Regions from separate parts of the Anas platyrhynchos genome. Here region 1 is linked to region 2. Evidence: chromatin contacts called from public Hi-C data. All regions are on one chromosome and are shown on one strand. The core of a region is the stretch at or near the end of the contact, and the rest is flanking DNA. Distances in the headings are between cores, read along the strand shown.

Region 1 (7,102 bases), core at 4,204-6,703, 180 kb before region 2:
AGATTGTCAAAAAGCATTCAGCTAAGTAAAGAAGGCTTGCTGCAGTCAGAAAGAAATGCCTTACAGCTGAACCAAAGAACACACTGCAGTACTGCAAGACCGAACTGTCAGACCTCTGTAGCAAGAGAGCAAATGAGCCACATTTTCGTAATTTTTAAAGTCAAATCTTGTGCAACTGTACTGTGAAATGAAAGGCATTAAAAGATTTCATTAAAGGAAACATTAAGAGAAAAGCAAGTGAAAAATATGTTTACTTTTTCATTTATCATTTGTAATTAAACAAAACAAACTGTGCTACAAGAAAATACTGTATTGCATTCAGTAACCAGGGGAAGACCAAACTTTCTCAGACAAACTACAGACTATCACCAGAATATCTGATTTTGTCCTCTTTTGAAAATCTTGAGGGGAAGGCTCAGCAGCCTCATACCCTGAGTGGCTGTTCCTTGACCAGTCTGTAGCTCTTTGACAATAAATACAAAGGCTAACATGAACATCTTCACACATACTTACTGGGCCCCAGACATTACTCTATGTACTTTAGCCTGGGATTATTCTGACCAAGAGTTAACATTTGTGAAACATATACATTAGTGTATGTTAATTCTGATGCATTCAATTATTATTGCCAGTTGACACTCTATCAGGTCTCATTACACATGGATGGAAAACATGACATATTCGAGAGGGATTCTGAATTGCAGAAAGGGCACATGTAGGCAGCTTGGTACCATTCTGCTGTGATGGTATGACCATCTTTGCCAGAAATTAATCTGCTTGCTTGGTGAGGAGATGAACTTACGCATTACTAGCAACCATCACCAGATGTTCATTGTGTTATTTTGAGAGCGCATTACCACAGAAAAGGATTGTGCTGCACAAGCAGAAGCAAGTTGCAAAGATTCCCAGAAAGCACACTGACATTTAATGTGCTGATTCAGAGCATGCTGCTGGGAACACAACATTGGTGCTTGCAAGCTAGATGGGCCATCCACCTGTCTGTGTATAGTGCATGGCCACAATTCACAAGCTTTCTGGATCAGTCCAGACCTGCAGATGCCTTATAGTGTCTGAAAAATCCTGAATATCTCCACTCAGATCTTCCTCTGCTCATGCTCTAGCTTCCAAAGCCGTGAAGGCCCGTGTCAGGCCCTGCGTTGCCCCACGCTCCTCCACAGGTCAAGCTGTGGTCTGGAAACAAGCAGGCCATCGTGTGGGAGAGGGCTTGGGGTCCGTGGGCCAGGTAGTGGGACAGCTGGGATTCCTGTGCCCTGGGCTTTTCCTCACAGGCCATTCTTGCTTGTGCTACAACCAGGGCTGCTCCCTCTGCCTGGTCAGGTGAGACACCAGCCACTGGGGTGGGGTATAGCCATGCCCTCGCTTTTGTAAAAGAAAAACAAAACAAAACAAAAACCCAACCTCCATCCTTGCATCTATTTTATCTTCTCATTGTGATTTCAAGAGGAAGAGCAAGTCTCTGTCCATTTTTGACAATGAGTGAAGGTGCTAGGGGTGGCTGGAGGTGCTGCCTCCCATGCTGAGACACTTCCCATGGAAAAAGTGTGGCCCTGTCCCCAGCATTTCCCACTTGGCTTGCTCTAGCAAATGGCCAGTAGCATTTTAAAAGGCTCCAAGGTCAGCACAGCAGGCATGGTGCTAGGAAGGACTCTAAACCCCTTGAGGTTCTGCATGCTACCTGTAGAGCAAAGCATGTGACTTTTTTTTGCAGTGCAGAACTTCTTTAGACCCTTAAGTTTTTAATTTGATCTGTCCTCAAAGCCATATCTGGGCAGCTTTTTATTAATACACTAATTAGAATAGAGTTTGAAGCCCTTCCAGTTCTTTTCTGGCTTTCCATATCCCCATTTGGACCGCTGTATCTCTTCCGTCTGCAGGCCCAATTTAACAGACAGGCAGTATCTAACAGCAGACACTTTAATCTAGCTATAGTAATTCCTTAGCTGTACTCTACCCTCAGCCTCTCCAGGAATCTTTGGGCTGCATATATCTATTTTTAAGACAACATACTGGCATCATGGAAAGGTTATAGAAAGAAAGGCAATACGGCCTGCATATGCTAGGTCAGTTACCAGTGTTTTGGTTTTGCCTGTGGGTTGACATTTCATAGATCGTGTTTTTTATGTTATGAGGGTTTTTTGTTGTTGGCTTTATTGTTTTGTTTTGTTTTTCCTGTCTATCTGTCCTACATGCACCCATGTGTAAAAGGGCTTCCCATACAGCCACTTACAGGGAGAACCCCTCCATCAGCTCACCATGCAGTTTCTTTCCATAGCTAGCCAGGATTATCACAGTTGGGCAAAAAAGTTCGCCTTGACACAGTGTCCATCTTCAGCTCACGTGCTACCTCTTGCCCTGCTCAGATGCTGAACTGTGGCATTTGGTGAAAGGTCACTGGCTCTAATTTCAGCCAGTGCCATCCAAACGACTAACATTTAGAAGGAGTTAGAAGAGGTGTCACCTTTACGGCACAGGGCTAGCCTATACACCAATGGCAGCATGAATCAGCCTTGAGAGCTCTTGTGTAATTATTGTATTGGAGGAGAAATCTCCTGCAGATCTGTCAAATTGTTTTGTTTGTGTGTTTGTTTGTTTGTTTGTTTGTTTTTGTATCCTTTCTATCATATCCCAGCCCATTTTACTGGCTGTCACTGAGGCTTATAGCCACCATGCTGTTTTAAAACCAATTTATTTCTCTCCCTCCTACCTATAGAATAATAATAATATATTGTGTTTAATTGTAAGGTTTTACCACTCAGTGAAACCTCCATGGTATTTATCAAAAGTTTATCTTGACTGAGATCAGACAGAATAAGGAATGTTTCTGGAAGGCCTGTCTGTTGAGTCTGTATTCTTCACATACTTGTATGAGTTCATTTCTTACTGAAGGAGTGTGACTGAGCAGTAGCTTAAGGTACTATTAAAAACAGTACCTATTAAAAACTGTCCACTACCTGTAGAAAGCATTTGTGAATTTTTCAGTTTAAAAAAAAAAAAAAAAAAAAAAAAAAGAAAAATAAAAAGAGAGAGAGAGGAGGCAAATAATGGCCTTATTAGTTCTGAGAACACCCTTTGAACAACTAACTCCAAAACAAACTTTGTGCTAGAAGTGGTTCTGAACTTTGTCATTTTGACCAGTGTAAAAGATCACTTGGAATCAATAGTAAAGAAGGTCTGCACGTGATGTTTTTGACAAATGTTAGAAACCATAGTACATCCACCCCCTCCTATTCCCCCCAGTTCTTATTTGCTAAGTTGATTGGGTATCCCAACAACATTCTAGCTACACAGCAGAGAGATTTTGAATTAAAAGCGTTTTAGTACTATTCAGGCTGAGAACTACTACAGTGATGAAATAATATACAGAATGTAATGTCTGTATTTTAAGCCAGCAGATCTGTTTGCATGTATAATGTGGATCCTGTTCCCTTCTTTTATTAATAGCTTTACCATGAGCTATCCCACAGCTCACTAAGTATGTTATATTTTGGTTTGGGACAAAGTCACTTGAAAGAAGAAAATGCTCTTATCATGGCAAAAAGTGCTCTGGAATATTTTACCATGATAGGAATGGCATCATAGACATTTAACTAGATCACAAGAATGAGAAAAAGAAATATTATCATGTGTTTGTTTGTTTGTTTTCCTTTCTCTGCCTTTGAGGATGGAGTAGAACGTCTGTCTGTTAGTCCTCCTGGGGAACTCTGCTCACAAGTCCTTGTCCTTACAGTGAGAGTTGAAAAACATCCCCAAAGCTAAGCACACAGGATATGAGCAGCACCGAACTGTGTCCTTCCGCTTTTTGCTAGTATTCAGTGCTGTCAGCCCCTGACAGTTTTGCTTGAGGCTGATTTCAAAGCAGAAAACCTTTGCATTCAAATCCCTTTTACAAATCTCCAAGTAACATATCTTACATAGGGGAAGAGATACTTTTAGGAAAATCCAGATAAATGATAAATTACTTTAAAAAAAAAGTAGTGCAAAGGGATGTCAGAACTCTGCTTATAGCTGCAGTTAATATTAACAAAAAGAAAGCTTGGTGTATGTTTTGTTGCTGAATTTAGCTTTCGTTCTCCCTGGCACGATTTTAGTCCAGTTTTTGAGTTCAATGAATGATAATGGTGAAACTCAGTGCAACTTTTTGGATTTAGCTCCAGATTTTCTTATTGTACTTGTGGGCTTTCCAGATCTTTATCTTAAAAACAAGAGAGTGCTGCTAATGAGTAAAACGAAGACTACAACATATGATTGTTCTTATAGCCTCTTCTGAGTGGGAGGGTAGTGCTGCAATTTAAATCTGTAGTTTCTATATTGCAGCTAATAACCTGTACTTAGTTCACTGGTATTTCTTTTGCCTTCATGTTAGTGCCATGTGATACAAGATATAGCTTGTAAAGAAATTATGGCAGTATTACTTGTAATATAATTGCAAACTAAGACATACCTACACTTACAAACAATCACAGACACACAGGATATGTGAGATTGGAAAGGACCTCCAGAGCCCACCTGGCCCAACCCCTGCCCAAGCAGGGCCACCCAGAGCAGGCTGCCCAGGGCCACTTTTCCAGGTGGCTTTTGCATCTTTCCAAGGAGAAGACTGTGCTGCTGATGTGGGCAGCCTGTGCCATCTCTCCATAACCTGCACAGTAAGGATGTGCCTCCTGAAAGACCAAATGTTTCCTGTGCAGTGTTTTCTGTACATGGTGCACTACCATAACAACCCTGACTTAAAATTTCATTTATGACACAGACATGCTAAAATCAAATAAGCTTCATTTGTAGATTATTGAAGGTTTAATTACTTTGTAAGCAAACAAGCCATAGCTCAACGAGTACTTTTCTATGCAAACAGTATAATATTACAAGTAGCCCAGACTGGGAATGAAGTTATTAAAATGGGTTTGCAGCAGCAATATAAAGCATCTTTAATAGATGCCTGCCTAGATGCTCAGTGCACTCATTTTGTAAGTCATCATGCAAAAAATCTTGGTGTAGACAAGGCCTGGCCCTGGCTGAAATATTTTCTGTGGTTGTTGAATTAACCTCCACACCACTGTATTAGGTGGCTAAATAGTCTTCTCACTTTAGACGCAGAGCAGCTGCAAATTGTACATTGCTTTTCACACTTCGTGATGTTGAGCCTGCTGCTGAGCAGTGTCTCTGGGAAAGCAGTTTTTAGCCACGTGGCTAAACAAGAGCTTTGCATTAAAAGCAGCCTAATGTACCATGAGGGTGTGTCGATAGATCTGGGCACCAGGAATTGTAGCTGTGGGCAGGGCAGCGGAGAGGCAGCTCTGCTCTCTCAGCCATGCTCCCTGTCCCGGGCTCCCTTCCTGCATCCCGGAGGAGCCGCAGAGCCAGTCCGTGAGCAGCTATTCTGAGCACCCCATCACATGGTCCTGGAAGCATTTTAATAAACTCTGGCTGGCAGTGCAGCCAGTAGCTTCCCCTCAAAATAAAACAGCTGCCCGGCATCTCAACACAGCAAGAAAGCGCCCAACCCAGCCGAGAGCATAGGGACACTGGTACCCAGCAAAAATGTCCGACAAAACCCCCTTCGAAACAGATATGCTGACCCTCACGCGGTTTGTCATGGAAAAGGGACGGCGAGTCAAAGGAGCCACCGGGGAGCTGACACAGCTGCTCAACTCCATGCTGACTGCCATAAAGGCCATTTCCTCGGCAGTCAGAAAGGCGGGCCTTGCCCACATGTGAGTCCTGCTGAGACGTACGGGGAGGACATGAGGTGGAGAGGCTCCTGCTTGCAGTGCAAGGCTGGGAAGAGGGTAGGGATGTTTAACTGCATTGCAAGAGGCTGCAGGCAGGCGGAGGTCAGGACATGGGTTGCCAGGAGCGGGAAGTGGAGATCTCTCAGGAGCACTCCAGTATTGAGCACTAGGTAGAAGCTTAGGCAAGCTGCTGTTCTGCAATATTTTACTGCTAAAACACGAGTCAGGACTTCAGGGCGCCATTCACCTCTTAAAGGTTGATACTGATGTATTTTTAAATTTACTGTGAATCTGCAGGAAAATGCACCGTGATATTTTCTGCTAACAGCCAAGCACGGTGCTGAGTGGTGCAAACAGATCTTGGCTTGCCTTGGGAAGCTGATGTTCTGCCTGACTGCAGTGTAAGTCATGCTCCGAAGCAACAACCCTGCAAGAAATGGCATATGCTATCCTTCATGGGTACATTTACCCCTCCCTCCTCAACCAGTGTCAGCGTTACAGATGGGGAGATTTAAAAGGTCTTATATGAAAAGCAAACAAAATAATTTGGCATGTAGTGGTTTAGAAAGCAAAAATTTACCTTAGCAAATCCTGGAATGACTTGTGCTGTTCTTCACACAGCCAGATTGAAATAAATAAATAAATAAATCACTATCAGCCTTTTAATGGTGATCTTTTAATGGTGATCTATTAGGAGCAGCTCAGGGAGCTGGAAACTCCTAATAAAATTATGTATTTAAAATATACAGTTGTTGTTTATGTATTAAAGTATATTTGTGCACACTCCTGTGCATGTACATATGCATGCATTTGTAGAAGATAGGGAATATATCTATGTAAGAAAGACAACACTTGTCATTTACTCCTTTCTAATTATTATTATTTTTTTTCATCCTGTGGAAACACTGAAATGCTTTAACACCCTGTTTTTTTTTTTGCGCTTCTGCTGCCTATTTGGTCAAAACCCTCGATGATCTTTTCCAATCATAAATTCAGTGTCTCAGTACTACCATACTCACTTTACAGGTGTGGACTGTAATTTGTAGAGAGTCGTACCCAAAGTTAGCAGCAGCCTCATGTTCCTGTGCGCTAACTCTTAAGTTGTATTTTTGTCTCTGTAGTTATGAGGTAAAGCTGAGCTGTTTTTTCTTCCCATTTTAGAGGAAATGTTGCATTTACTTATTTTTTGTCTTTCAAGATACAACTTCTGATTTATTTCATAAGTGGGGAGAACTACTGCTTAATAGACTGGAGGTGGAATAGCCACCTTGCCTACAAGACTCTACTACTGCCTCAGTGCTACATGAATCTTCCCTTCAGAAGGAATACACCCATTATCTTAAGGAGTAAAC
Region 2 (6,265 bases), core at 3,327-5,826:
GTAGTTTGAGCATGAAGTCATATCCCGACAGGGATAAGGACGCAACATTACTTTCTACATGTACTGTCAGTACCTTTGTTTTTACAGGGCTTCACGCTGCAGTGGTCATCACCTCTTCTGCTGATTTGGGTCATTGTCCATGACAGTAGGAATAAGGTTAGACAAAACCTTGTGGCAGCAAAATGTTTTCAAGGCCTACTTCCAGGCTACAAACAAACCTTGCTGCTAAGCCATATAAAGTGCCCAAACATTTCTTAAAAAAAAAAAAAAAAAAAGTATACATTATCATCCATGACTACGTAGGCTTTATCTTAAACTAAGACTTTGGTCTCAGACTTTATAACCTTATCCACACTCTCTTTCTTTGCCCTGTAAACCGTAACACCAATACTATGGATGTTCCTGTTTTTCCATTTCCTCTATTTCCTGTTTCATATTCTGTACTTCTGAAGCTGAACCCATCATACATGCTATGTCCATTTCCAGAACCTTGATCTACGAGGTTGGTTCCCTGTACATAACACAAATACCAGCTTATTTTCAGAAAGTAGCAGATAGTTAGAAAGGCTCTGTTGCCTTGTCCAGGGTTATCCTGGTGCTTGTAGGCTTACATCCTCTTTCCTGCTCTCTACTGCTGCTGAATGCAGCATACCCTCACCAAGACAGCCTGGCTACCCTGGGCAATAGAGGACTGCAACATACTCTGGCCAGGTGCTCTGCTCACTCTGCTCGCAGTAGAAAATGCAGGCTGCTGTAGAAAACTTTTCCTCTCCAGCCATGGGGTGAGGCCCACGGCAGAAGAACCAGGGATCAGAAGAACTTGGGTTAAAAAGAGAAAGCTGGGGAGAAACTCAGGAAAAAGCAGTACCTCAAACATTCATGAGCTTTTGTTAGGCCAGTCCTAGCAAAGAGGGAAAACAGAGCACCAGCAGACCAACATTGGGGAATGCCTTGATGCAACCACATGCATAGTTTCGTGGTTCACTGATGCTGCCTTGCTTTTATATACTTTATCAACACTGAGCTTGATCTCGGACTCTTTCTCAGGATTTTACTGGGGCCAGGTAGCATAACCCTTGCAGTGGGACTCTGGAACAGATCCCAAAGGCACTGAAAAATACCTTGACCTTTTTTACTGAAACAAATTTTCATCTGTTCCTTCACTGTGGAGGATGACGGCTCTTTTAAACAAAGTGGAATATGCTGGGTGTTATGGTATGTTATTAAAATTTGTATTGCCAGAAAGTTCTACTCTGTGGGTCAAAGTGACATAACAGAAGCTGCTGTTTATGCTTTTAAGCCCTTCTTTCAACAGCAGCTTAATTGTCTCCTACTTTCAATAAAGGAATTTGTTTTGCAGATGAGGACTGTGGGGGAGAACAGGCATTTTACTCTGCAGGGAAAATAAGAAAAGAACCTGCCCTTTTCTGACAGCTTGGTCAGAAAAGTAAAGGAAGCAGGGAGAACAGTGCTGGTAAAGCAAGCCCACCAACAATGCTGGAAAGCCATTTCTATTAGTTCATGGGTTAAGATTTTTTTTTTTTTTTCTTGGAAGATGTATTCTGGAGCCCCAAGTTTCAGAAGTTCTCACAGGTGCCTCCATTTATGCCTGAGATGAAAGCAACTGCTGTCCATTCTTGAATCATACAGAAATACATTATATCCCCTTTCTGTATCAACATCAACAAAAAAATCTTCTTCTGACTGTTTAGGTTGGCTGGGAGCATCTATTTAGTCAGTAATACAGATGAAAAGCTAGAAAGGACAGTCAGATACTAAACACCTTCTTAGGAAGAAAGCAAATACAGTGTGACTCAAGAAAAATACTGCTGGACCTTCTCCCAGCACAACTTCATCAAAAACAAACAAACAAACAAACAAAACCCACCACATGGTATGTGATAAATTAATGAGTGTTTATTTGTTTTTATGAATTTTACTAATTCAGAAAATTTAGTTTGAAAAGTCAGTTCAGTGTAGTCCCATATTCCTAAACAAATGGATGGTTTAAGTGTTTGATCATAGAATTATAAAATATCTCTCTATATATAAACCTTGAATATCTAGGGACTACTCCTAGGGATCTGCTAAAAGGTGAGGAAAACATTTCCACTGTCAGAGGGCTAGGATTCATTATTAAGGAACCCACTCCCCCTTCTGAATGCTTGTATATGTCCACAAGATTCTGGTCTAACACATCAAAACTGTGCAAGATTGCCCTGGGGTCTTTCAACAGGGAAAGTTATCCACTTTTGCTCTTTAGAGCCAAATAGTTCCTACCCTGAGGAAACATTTTGAAAAGCTCTTGTTGCCAGTTTTATGACATTCACTCCGACTGTAAAGGTTACAGATGGAAGGATTAGTAGGTGTTGCACCCTTTTAGGCTTATTTTTTTAGCTTGCACTTTCAAAAAATAAATAAATTAGGAAACATAAGGATAAAAAAAAAAAAAGAACTAAATATTATATTCACCGTACATACACATCATCCTTCTGTGTGTTATATTCACTGAGCACTGGAATCCAGCAGTTGCAGAGTGGGATCTGGGTCAAAATGTTACCCTCCGTTAGTACAGAGGACAAGGCGGGGGCATATCTGGCTGGACATCGGCATGAGATCTGTGGTGTGGTTCTGGCCTACACCAGCTAGGCCTCTCCAAAGCAGGATCCTGGCATGTCTTGGAATAACCACAGGGCATAAGCTGTTCTCAATGGGCTCGTCAGATGAAGATAAACTACTCCTGAGGATTAGAGGCTTTAGCTGTAAGGGTTGGAGCCAAGCCTTGCCTGTTGTCCTCATGGCCAGAGAATGGTGCTTGGCCATAGTATGGTGCTTGGCCATAGTATGGAAGTAAACAAGGCTTGGTTTGACAAAGTAAAACCCAACTTGGCTACCATTTTGTAAGCTGCTCTCCCAGGCTTTTGCCTCCTTTAATGCTCCTGCTTCTGCCCAGCTCCAAGAAAAGACTTTCTGCCAGTCCTCCAACAGGATCTCAGTAGCAGTCTTTAGTCACAGCCTGTTCCACAGCTGACAAAAGCTATTGAATCTGTTCTGTGTGTCACACGGTGGTTTGTTTTTTTAATATCCCAGACTGGCTAGCCAACAGCCTCGGGGAACCTCACTGCAAACTTCCTGAAACATAATATAAAGGCATTTTTGTTTATCCTATTCCCTTCACATGACAGAGCATAGCGAAGGTTAAAAGAAGAGTTGTATGTGCTGATGATAAAGGTTGCAATTGAAGGTGAAGAGCATTTTGGACTATTTGCAGCTGACATTTTTCCTCTTACAGAATCATTGTTTATAACTGCTAACTTTGGAGAGGATAGAGGTCTTTTTCATTTTACAAAATATGGGTTAAAATGCCTGTGAGCTCAGAAAAATACTGAAGTACACAAGTATGTTATAGGGATGCTGTGATTCATATTTTGCTCTTTATTATCTAGACTTAAAGCTAGTCAGAGGCAGTCCTGCACAGATATTTGGTGCTTTACATGCAAAAAAATTTTTTTTGGTCATTTAACAACTACAATACCTCTAGTATGGCATTGTAAGAAGACTTCCAGATGATCTCCAGTCATGACATATTGGATAAAAAACTCTGAATCTGTAAGTTGGATCTCTGCTAGGAATTAAAATGCTAGGAGTCAAAGCTCTTTGCTAGGAATTAAAATGTCCTGCTCAGATTCTGTACATTCTTGAACAGCAAATGATACAAATATTTACTTGCCTCTGAAGTCTGCAGTATGGGTTAATCAAAGAAAATTTGTATAACATTTACAAAGTGAAGTATGCTATTGTATGGGCCAAAGGTTATAATTTTTGTTTCATTGTGTACTGAAGACTCCTTAAATGGCCAAAAGGCAGTACAAGAATGAAAAAGGACATCTGAAATGTCATGACAACATATTTTTGCATTCGGTAATGGTGCCTGATGCTGTGCAAATAATTTTTAAACCACAAAATTACTGGAGTGGTCCATTTCTATTATGTCAGTCTTTTCAATGGGACTGTACTCCTCAATACATGCATATTTTTAGAGAGCATTGTTGTTTTCTCTGGCTTCATGTTATAGTCTTTCTTTATGTGCTTCATTGTATGGTATGCTAATTGGGCTGTTACAGTGTGAAAGTGGGTGGCCTAAAATGCTTTAGTCAAACTGCAAATCAGACCATACAGCTTTTAAGTCAATAAATTGCACCTCCCTGCTAACAGAACTTTCAGGAAATGTTAATGCAACTGGATCATCAAAGGTCAGTATCTTCCTTAATGAAGTGCAACTTCTTCACAGCAAAAAAACAACCAACCAAACAAAAAAAACATGGCAATTCTGGCAACTAAGATTCAGGTTACCCGATTAGTTAGCTGTCTCCAGCTGAAGCTACACAAACTTTGAGTTGCCAGTTTCAAAATACAGACTTTGCTGCAGATCTCAGACTGCAGCCTTCCCCTCCACCTAAGTCAGTCATGCCTTAGTGCATTCCATTTGTTTGAGTCAGGGTGACAATGAGACTTCTGCCCAGGCAAGAACATCAAAGTGTGTTCTCTAAGCTGCCCCCTCAAAAATGAGTTGGTCATTAATATGTATTACTCTGTGCAGGATTTCCCGGAGTGATTCTGCTCTCAGAGTGATCAGTGAGTTGAGTCATTGCCTCTCTAGCTGTTGGCAGCTGGCAAGGTCATATGGCCTAGAGTATGCTTTCAGATAATTAATACTGTATATGACAGGATATGATAAAATATGTGATGTGTGATATATGCACATTTTTTTCTTATTGTGTAAGGTCTCATATCTCTAGGATAAAATGTTTTATAGGCTTTATTATTATTGTTATCATCATCATTATTAATTAATTATTATTTTTTTAATTATTATTATTTTGCTGTTTCCTTTCTGATAAGCTTTTTTTTTTTTTTTTTTTTTAATACCAAACCAGTAATGTCTATTTCCAAATCTCATGCTGATTCTTTAGCACTTCAGTGAAACTAAAAATTCCTATCACACTTTGACCCAAATGTATAGCACAGATATCTGTATGTCACAACTGCTTTCCAAGAACACCTACATGTTTTGCTCCTAATGATCTCTGTAAACAGATTTCTTAATGCATGGATTACTGGAAATCTACACTTTCCAGCACTGGAAGAGAAAAAAAAATAGCCTTGTTTAACGTCTTCTGAAACAACCTTGAGAAATGAATCTTGGGTAAAAGTCAGTTAGAATTACTGAAATTGTTTTACTAAGACATGTTTTTGCTGATGATTTATGTTGACAAATGGAATTGCTGTAGCATTTTCCACTTGCACCTGGGCAGTCTTTCTTTGAGGACTGCAGCATCTGTAGTGCAATTGTCTACAAGGTTAGTGTAAGGTACAGATACTGTTCTCCTTGGGGATTACTTCACAGAAATATTTTGTTAAGGCATTTTTGCAGAGTACAGAACAATGTAAGAGTACCAGCCCTGAGAAACATAGCTCTGTTCCTTCTCAAGTACTGCTTTCCCTTCAAAACAGAAGAGACTTCTCAGTTAAATGATATTTTTTTTCCCTTTTTTTTTTTTTTTTTTCTTTTTTCTATCTCTCTCTTTTTTTTTTTTTATTTTTTTTTTTCCTGGAAATGTAAGGTGCTTTTCCTTATTCACTTTAAAGGTCCTGCAGGCTGTTACATGTATCCAGTTCCGATTTCTGCTAAACTGCTTTCTCTCTTCTATATTAAAGTATCCTGACCGGTACCACACGCCCCTACATGTAAGATCCAAAGGGCTTTTGTTAGAGGACGAACGGCCGAAAGCACGACAGACACCAATAGAGTCAGATCATGCTCCATTTTATTGCCCAAATAGCCTAACTTTTATAGTGAACTTAACAGAGGCAGATAGTGTCTCACTCAAGGTTATTGGTCAAAAGCACTCAGACAAACAACTAGAAGAAAACAACCCCACCTGCAAGAAAACAATCCCCTTGTGATTAGCAGTCACGCAGACCTTGTCCTTGAAGCCAGATGCTGGTAACAATATTTTTCTAAATTCCTCAATTGGGCGATGTGGGAACACTGTCATGGGAACTTCTCATAGTTGCCCTGGTAGCTTGGTTTGCTCAGCTACAGCAAGCCATGGGATTTTTGCTGTTTCAAAAAATCCCTCAACAGGCTTTCCCAAAATACAAAAGTACCAGCAACCAAGGTCCTAGGCAAGTTGCAGGAGAAAGATCCTATAGTAAACATCCTTCCTCTACCAACAAGATGAACATCCATGAAATCAACAGT

The links. Hi-C and Micro-C count contacts between places; a contact is called where the count stands out from the background.
Region 1: a contact with region 2 is called in a Hi-C map of liver, with 3 times the contacts expected there. The contact joins the promoter of LOC101804261 here to the enhancer-like site in region 2. A contact is called at or near these places in 3 of 8 Hi-C or Micro-C datasets (liver, skeletal muscle and subcutaneous adipose tissue).

Annotation. Positions count from the first base shown.
Region 1 is chrZ:44,825,582-44,832,683 of IASCAAS_PekinDuck_T2T, reverse strand. LOC101804261 (fructose-1,6-bisphosphatase isozyme 2) reads left to right here and starts at 5,453. Exons shown (of 7, transcript XM_021270706.4): 1 at 5,453-5,732. The coding sequence starts at 5,560. It overlaps LOC101802994 (fructose-1,6-bisphosphatase 1), which reads left to right. Exons shown (of 7, transcript XM_005017240.4): 7 at 1-237. The coding sequence ends at 29.
Region 2 is chrZ:44,641,517-44,647,781 of IASCAAS_PekinDuck_T2T, reverse strand. No RefSeq gene overlaps it. Among named protein-coding and RNA genes, the nearest start is that of DAPK1, 31 kb to the left of the region's middle. Within about 2 kb of position 4,576, at least 1 of the 8 cell types and tissues checked has an H3K27ac peak or open chromatin away from gene starts, as enhancers often do.